Linked DNA regions of Mus musculus: region 2 is linked to region 1. A link is a contact called in public Hi-C data. All regions are on one chromosome and are shown on one strand. The core of a region is the stretch at or near the end of the contact, and the rest is flanking DNA. Distances in the headings are between cores, read along the strand shown.

Region 1 (3,814 bases), core at 561-3,060:
ATAATCATATTTTCTTTTACCTGATCAGCACTTGGGTTTCTTGTTGACTGTTGTAATGTTGCTATGACCATGGGAAAATAAATATTTGTGCTTTTTTGCTTTTAGTTCTTTTAATATTTACCCAGAAGTGGAATGGCTGGATGTCCTGGTAATCTTATGTTTAATATAAAATTTTATTTTATTTATTTATGTGCATGCTGTATGCATACCCCATTGTGCAGGTGGAGGTCAAAGGGCAGCTTGTGGGTGAGTTTTCTCCTTTTACCACATAGGTCCTGGGGGGTCAAACTCAGGTCATCAGGCTTACGTGGCAAGTGCTTTTGCCTGTGGTGCCATCTCCCATCTCACTGACCTTTTTTAAAATAAAAAAATTACTTAATTAGTGTGTATGTATGTGTGAATGTGTGTGTGAGTGTGAGTGAGTGTATGAGTGTGTGTATGTATATGTGTGTGAGTATATGTGTGTGAATGTATGTGAGACAGTATGTGAGTGTGTGTGTGAATGTGAGAGTGTATGTGTGTGAGTGTGTATGTGTATATGTGTGTGAGTGTATGTGTGTGTGAGTGTGTGTGTGAGTGTGTGAATGTGTGTGAGAGTGTATGTGTGTGAGTGTGTATGTGTATATGTGTGTGAGTGTATGTGTGTGTGAGTGTGTGTGTGTTTGTGTGTACTCCTTCCTCTGCCTGGGGCCCAAGGCTGGAGCTCCGGCTGTCAGGCCTGGCAGCAAGCCCGTCTGCAGTCTCTGGCCTTGTGTTTAACACGTTGTTCTCAGTGCTGCCTCGCTTTGCTGCCCACTCAGCAGTGCAGTGGCTTCAGGAGCCCCTCATCATCAGATGCTCAGCTCAGAGCCTTTCTGTAGTGGCTCATGATCACCATCAGTGCCACCTCAGTGAGAGAGCACTCCTCGTTCATGCCTCTCTTCTTATCAGGTCACCATCTTACTTCATCATGTCTCCACGTCATTTTCTTTGGCTTAAAAAAAAAACCCACAAAAACTAATAGCCATAGCAGTAAATTAATTAAACCACTCTGGCTCCTGGCAGGATTGCTCATAGGCTGTACCAGCCCAAGAGCTCTGGGTTCTCGAATGAAAGACACACATGTTCATGCACATGGGCATGGACTCGCGCCAGCTGATTTTGATATGCCTTGACTAGCTCAATGGTTGGATACTTCAAAACTTCCCCGAATCCCACTCTGGGATTCCTAGCTTAACACCTTCTAAATGTATATTTTATCTTTCCTGCCCTGTTACCTTCTGGGCAGCCCCCTCCTCCAACCCCCATGGGCCACTTTCCCTTTCCACCTACATTGCTGGATGATTTTTCTCCTATAGCTCTTAAATCTGATCCCTCTGCCTCCAAGTCATGGCCAGTCTCTTGTTCTTCTCCTCTCTCCCTTGCCCAAGCAATCTAAGGGTCCTGCCTCCATCTTCCTGCCCAGCCATTGACTGTACGTCAGTCAATCCTTTATTATCAATTGAAGCCAGCTGGTGGCAGGGGTTCTCAGGTCTGGCAGTGCAGCTTTTGAGAGCCAAATTAAGACAAAGCATTAGAACCAATTCCCAACAGGGCACGACCTGCTATCTCCAAATGAACACAATGTGCTAGCTCACTGTGGTTTTAATAGATACGCCTTAGAGATTCCTCGCATCTTTCCTTGACCTCCCTACCCAGTTCACCCTGATTGTCTCAGCAATCCTGAACCCGACCTCTGTAAGGACTCCAGATGGTATGCATGGCCTGCTCTCCAGCCTGTTGCTTTTCCTGGAAGGGAAGTGGCCAGATCCGGACTTACTTACTGCTGTAGCTTAGAGTCTATACATCATAGAGGTGACCGAGGACTGTGTCAGAATCATGACTTTTGTCAAAGTACTACTTTTCCTGGGAAGCTAACCCCAGCTTTCTTTCCCCATCTTTCAATAAAATACTGACTTCTTGAGCCTTGGTGGGGATTTTTGAAAACGGTCCATTGCACTTAACTCAAAGCAGAGTTTACGTTTTGATTCTGAGTCCCCTTGGGCAATGATTTAATTTCTATAGAACTGGCTTCTGAGGAAGGTGCATGTGCCAGGAAAGCCTGGCCCTCCTCTTGGTTGAATGGGGAAGTCCGCTCTGTGTGTCTTCTCTCTCCATGCGGTGCTTTCAGTTCCTTCTTGGGGTTTCGTTGTTATTGTTATGAACTTGCAAATCTGCTTCTGGTGAAGATGCCTCGGAAGGATGTCTGCTGACCATGTGGAGAGAATACTGAACTGTGTCCAGGGTTACTAACAGAAGTGGTTAGCAATGGTAAAGAATGGCTGGCCTTATTTTTTTTAATGATATATTTATTTATTTTATATATGTGAGTACACTGCCTCTGTCTATAGAAGAGGGCATCAGACCCCATTACAGATTGTTGTAAGCCACCATGTGGTTGCTGGAAATTGAACTCAGATCCACTGGAAGAATAGTCAGTGCTCTTAACTGCTGAGCCATCTATCCTAACCTCATGGTTGGCCTTACTGGGAGAGCTATTTGGATGCTGTTCCTCAACCCATGGGTCCTAGACTGTGAAGATGTCCATGGGGCCCCAGGGAGGGACCTTGACATCTAGGTGGCATAGGGTCAATGCCAATGCAAGGGAAATGAATGCATGAGTGGGTTTCACTATGTTAAGTTCTGGGTGCTGATGCAGGAGAATTGCTAGTTCAAAAGATATCCTGCCTCTGTAAAGAGGAGAATACCTCAGTGGCATGGTGCTTGCCTAGCATGTGCCTGGTTTAATCCCTGTACTGAGAAGCAGTCTGGTATAGTTAGACTAATGTTTCTTGGGGATGTTGTGACTGCTGGCTGTTTTAAAGGTATTTTGATGTTTCATGAAGGCTCATATTTGATACCTGATTTGTCAACTTTTGAGGAGATTACCATCTTGGAAGTTCCTTGGGTCCTTTACTCATTTCAGGAATGAGTAGTCTCTTCAAAGATCAAGTACACATCTAAAAGAAAACAAGTCACAAGCTTTAGAAGCCCTGCTTTCTGGGGCTAGAGAGATGGTTTGGTGGGTCAGAGTGCTTGCTGTGCAAACTTGAGAATCTGAGTTCAAATCTCTATCATCTCCCTGTGTAAAACGTTGGGTATGGCTGTGCATGTGCCTGTCATGCTAGTACTGTGTTGGGCAGAAACCAAGCACTGCTGAGGCTTGATGCTGGCTACCAGCCTTGCTTCAGGTTCAGAGAGAGACTTGTCTCAAAGGACTCTGGTAGAGCGTGATGGAGCAGGACACTCTGTGTCCTCCTTTGGCCTCTTTCTGTGTACATATGCCACACTTACGTGTTCATATACAACACATACTTACCACTTACATATTGCACATGCCAAAAATCACACACACACACACACACACACACATACACACACACACACACCCTATACTGTTCAACATATCCCCACTCTTTCATAGCCATGAAAGGAGTGAAGAAGAGTTGGGTGTGGTGGCAGATGCCAGGGATGAAGCATTTCAGATGTTCAGGCAGAAAGATTGTAAGTCAGGGGCTGGTGAGATGGCTTAGACGCTAACACTGCCTGCTGTGCAAGCCTTGACCTGTGTTTGATTCCTGGGATTCACAGTGTGGAAGAAGAGAACTGACTTTGTTTTGCTTGGTTGAGTTTTTGAGACAGGGTTTCTCTTTGTAGCTCTGGCTGTCCTGGAACTCGCTCTGTAGAACAAGCTGGCCTTGAACTCTCAGAGATCTATCTGCCTGTCTCTGCCTCCCAAGTGTTGAGATTGAAGGTGTATATCACTATGCCTGGCTGACAATGGACTCTTTTAAAA
Region 2 (3,750 bases), core at 393-2,892, 160 kb before region 1:
CAAGTCTCTTAACCACTGAGAGATCGCTCTAGCTCCGGTTTATTTAACAGTACTCAAAAAGTTCTGTTAATGGTACCAGTCATTTGTTCTTACTCTCCCAAGATGGTCAGGTTAAATATAAGCAGACCCAAGTCTAAAACCTTTACAAAGTAAACATTACTTAAATTTTACCAACAAACCAAAAATAAAATGAAATTTACAAGAAAATACTACCTGGTAATTAAAAAAAAAAAGATGTATTTATTTATTATTATATTTAAGTATACTGTAGCTGTCTTCAGACAATCCAGAAGAGCTCGTTACAGATGACTGTGAGCCATCATGTGGTTGCTGAGGTTTGAACTCAGGACGACCTTCAGGAGCAGCCGGTGCTCTTAACCGCTGAATCATCTCTCCAGCCCCTACCTGGTAAATTTTTACAGCATCTTGGAACTGTGAGATACTATAGTTGTAATGTACAAATGAGTCCCTCTGATACAGGTCATGTGGCATGTCACAAATACTCAGGACAAAGGCACTGAAATTAAGTTTTAACAACCATGAAGATGATCTTTACCTGAGCATCAAATGTGCGTCCAGAATGACAAAGATTATTAAGATCACAAAGGATGAATCCTGGAAGAATCTCTTCCTCTTCAATTCCTTTCAGTCTGATTTTGAGGTTTTCACCTGGAGCTACAGAGTCCGTTTCTACATCATCAGAAAGTATTCCAAGAACTTCCACGTTGTGCTTAAAAAGAAACCAAAGTTGGAAGTTTTCTGACACATGCACATTTTATAAGATATAAAATTACCTTGATGCTTATTAAGAAGCTACAAATCTAAAAGTCAAAATAAAGATAAAATATTTTAGCCAGAAATAAACTTTTGAGGAAAAGAAAGGGGGTCAATCTTGGCTTGTCAGACAAGCACTCTGCCGCCTGCTGCGGTTGCAGATGTCACAATTTGTTGTTTTTAAACAACACATTCTAACAACTTCTAAGTAGAATACAGAACAAACTTCATTTTCAGAATGAAACCATTGTAATGATTAGTACTGTCAACCTGACAAGATCTAGAATCACTAAGAGGTAAATGCCCAGGTGCACCTGTGAGGGTCAGTCCCTGGGCACGCTTGCACACAATTCCCTTAAGCTAACTGATGTGGGAAGAATCCGCTTTACTGTGGCCGAGGTCATTCTGAGCTGGGAGAAAGTGAGCGGAGCGCTAGTGTTTATCCTCCTCTGTTCACAAATGCATTGTGATAGATCAGTGCCTTCGAACTTCTGTGGCTTTGACTTTCCTGCCTTGATGGACTGTACCCTTTAACTAAGAAGAGCTGAAATAAAGCCTTGGTCCTTTGAGTTGCTTCGCTCAGCTCCCCAAAACTATTGATTTTAAGCATGAGTGTTTTACCCACATGTGTGCCTGGTGCCTGAAAGGTCAGAAGTGGTAACATCAGATGCCCTGGAACTGGAGAGATGTTTCACTGGGAGCCACTGTGTCACTGTTGGGAAATGAACCCAGGTCGTCAGCAAGAGCAAGAAAGAGCTCCTTAACCACTAAACCATCTCTCCAGCCTCATTGCTTTGGTTTTAGAAAATTACTTTCATTTATATATAGGTGTGTGCTCATCTCTGTGTGAAGAGTGCCGTGTATTGCATGAATCAAGTTCCCTTTAAGAGCTGAGTCACCTCTCCAGCCTCTTCCTTGAGTTGTTTCTCTCAGAGTATTTTATCAACCACAGGAAACTAAGACAAACATCAAATTTAATAACTGGATTTTTAACTCTCTTAAATTTAAATTTCAGAATTCAAGAATTTTTCCCCCACAGCAGGTCAATCCTCAATTAAGGAGGTATTTACCTAGAAAGCATTAAAAACATCAATTTGTTTCTTGGTATAATTTTATAATACATCAAATAAAAATCATCAAATCTAGCTTTAAACCCATTAACAGGATTTGTTTGTTTTTACTGTATATCTGGTTTGGGCGTGGGTAGGTGTTGGTGTGCATGGTACATATGGAACAGAGGTCAGAGGACAACTGTGGAGTGTTTCTCTCCTTTTTCTTTATGTGGATTCTAGGTATCAAGGGTCAAATCTTTTATATAATGAGTCATCCTGCCAGCCCTTAAATATTTTTTTGTTTTTGTTTTTATGGTTTGGAGACAGGGTTTCTCTGTATAGCCCTAGAACTCACTCTGTAGACCAGGCTGGCCTCAAACTCAGAAATCAGTCTGCCTCTGCCTCCTGAGTGCTGAGATTAATTAATTTTTTAAGTTACCTAAGGACCTCAAAGCACTTTATAACCTACTATGACCTTGAATTCCAGAATGTCCTCCCTATGCCTCCCAAGTGCTGAGATTACAGATTTGCACTACCACACCCAGCTGTGAAAAATTGTAAAGTACATTTTTAAAAAAGCTTTATTTATATTGATGTGTATACCAAGTGAGTACAGGTGCCCAGAAAACCCAGAGAACATTATGGAACCAGAGACAAGAAGATTTGTAAGCTGCCCAAATTGCTGGAACTAAATTCCGGTACTCTGCAACAGCAGCAAGCACTCAGTCATCAACCCAACTCTTGACCCCCTAAAATTTACTGTCTTTAAGCATAAAGCTGGTAGTAGTAAGGTCATAAATGAACGGGTGAAGTTAACACTGCTAAGCAATTCAAAACTGGACTCTTCTCATGTTGCAAATGTGAAATTACACATAGTCAATAAACAACAATACATTATCTCTAAGCACTTCACCATACCATTATTTCTAGGGATCTCACATAAAGGGCTGGGACTATAACTCAGTGGCAGAATGAATGCCTGCTCAGCACATACAAGCCCTTCGGTTCAACTTCCAGCACCACAAATATAAACACAAATAATCTCTGATTTTTTGTAGTTGGCTTTCACTTTACATAATGCCTTCGTTAGTTTGTCCGTGTTGGAGCATGTTATAGTTTTCTTTTCTTGAAAGGATAGTGGCATTATTTTTTAATCTTTTACAGATGGTTGTGAGCCACCTGACATGGGTGCTGGGAATGGAACTCAGATATTCTGAAAATGCTGAGCTATCGCTATAGTCCTAACAGATCAAGGCTTTTATTAAGTGAAAGAAAGAAAAAACTAACAAAGTTTTCAGCTAATGAGAGGGTCCTGAATGACCTGCCACGTATCCCAGTGCATAGCTGGATGGTTTTCTACTGCACATACATGCCACATTTTGGCCATTTTGGAGCAGTGCTACTATGAGCATAGTTATTCAAATAGCTCAGGCACACTACAGGTTCAGAGAAACTTCTCCACCAACACATTACAAAATGATCTTTAAGGATTGGGGATTTAGGTAAATGCTAAGGTGCCTAACTAGAAAGAGCTCAGATAGGTCCTTAGTTTGGGGCTGGGAGGTTTTGTTTGTTTGTTTGTTTGTTTGTTTGTTTGTTTTACCAATAACACCCCAAAATTAATAATTAATAATAATTTCCTGAAAGTACAGCCGTGGATATACTATTTTGTGGCATCTGAATGGCATAGGCCTCAGACACAGAGACACATAGGCACACCAGGATAGAGAGCCTAAGATTTCTTCCATGGCTCACTTAATTTGTTGTTAAGTAAAGCAGTTACTTAACCACTGCAAACCCCTTATTTTATTTCCCTCTATTGAGAATGAGACAGGTTAATAGTTTCACACCATCATGTTGTACCTTCTTCCTTCTTTAAAAAAAAAAAAAAAAAAGATTTATATATCATATGTATGTGAGTACA

The links. A called contact is a pair of places that touch in the nucleus more often than the background predicts.
Region 2: a Hi-C map of bone marrow-derived macrophages shows a contact between it and region 1, with 25 read pairs. The contact joins two enhancer-like sites. A contact is called at or near these places in 3 of 484 Hi-C or Micro-C datasets (CD8 T cells, bone marrow-derived macrophages and nephron progenitors) and 1 of 9 other capture datasets (pancreatic islet).

The regions. Positions count from the first base shown.
Region 1 is chr16:11,383,826-11,387,639 of GRCm38.p6, forward strand. The region is part of intron 4 of Snx29 (sorting nexin 29); the gene reads left to right. Among named protein-coding and RNA genes, the nearest start is that of Snx29, 63 kb to the left of the region's middle. Within about 2 kb of position 1,811, at least 73 of the 459 cell types and tissues checked have an H3K27ac peak or open chromatin away from gene starts, as enhancers often do. A contact at or near this core is called in bone marrow-derived macrophages, where this site is marked.
Region 2 is chr16:11,223,864-11,227,613 of GRCm38.p6, forward strand. Gspt1 (G1 to S phase transition 1) reads right to left here. Exons shown (of 15, transcript NM_146066.2): 12 at 557-730. 2610020C07Rik (RIKEN cDNA 2610020C07 gene) reads left to right here. Exons shown (of 3, transcript NR_038156.1): 3 at 262-1,933. Among named protein-coding and RNA genes, the nearest start is that of 2610020C07Rik, 22 kb to the left of the region's middle. Within about 2 kb of position 1,643, at least 9 of the 459 cell types and tissues checked have an H3K27ac peak or open chromatin away from gene starts, as enhancers often do. A contact at or near this core is called in bone marrow-derived macrophages, where this site is marked.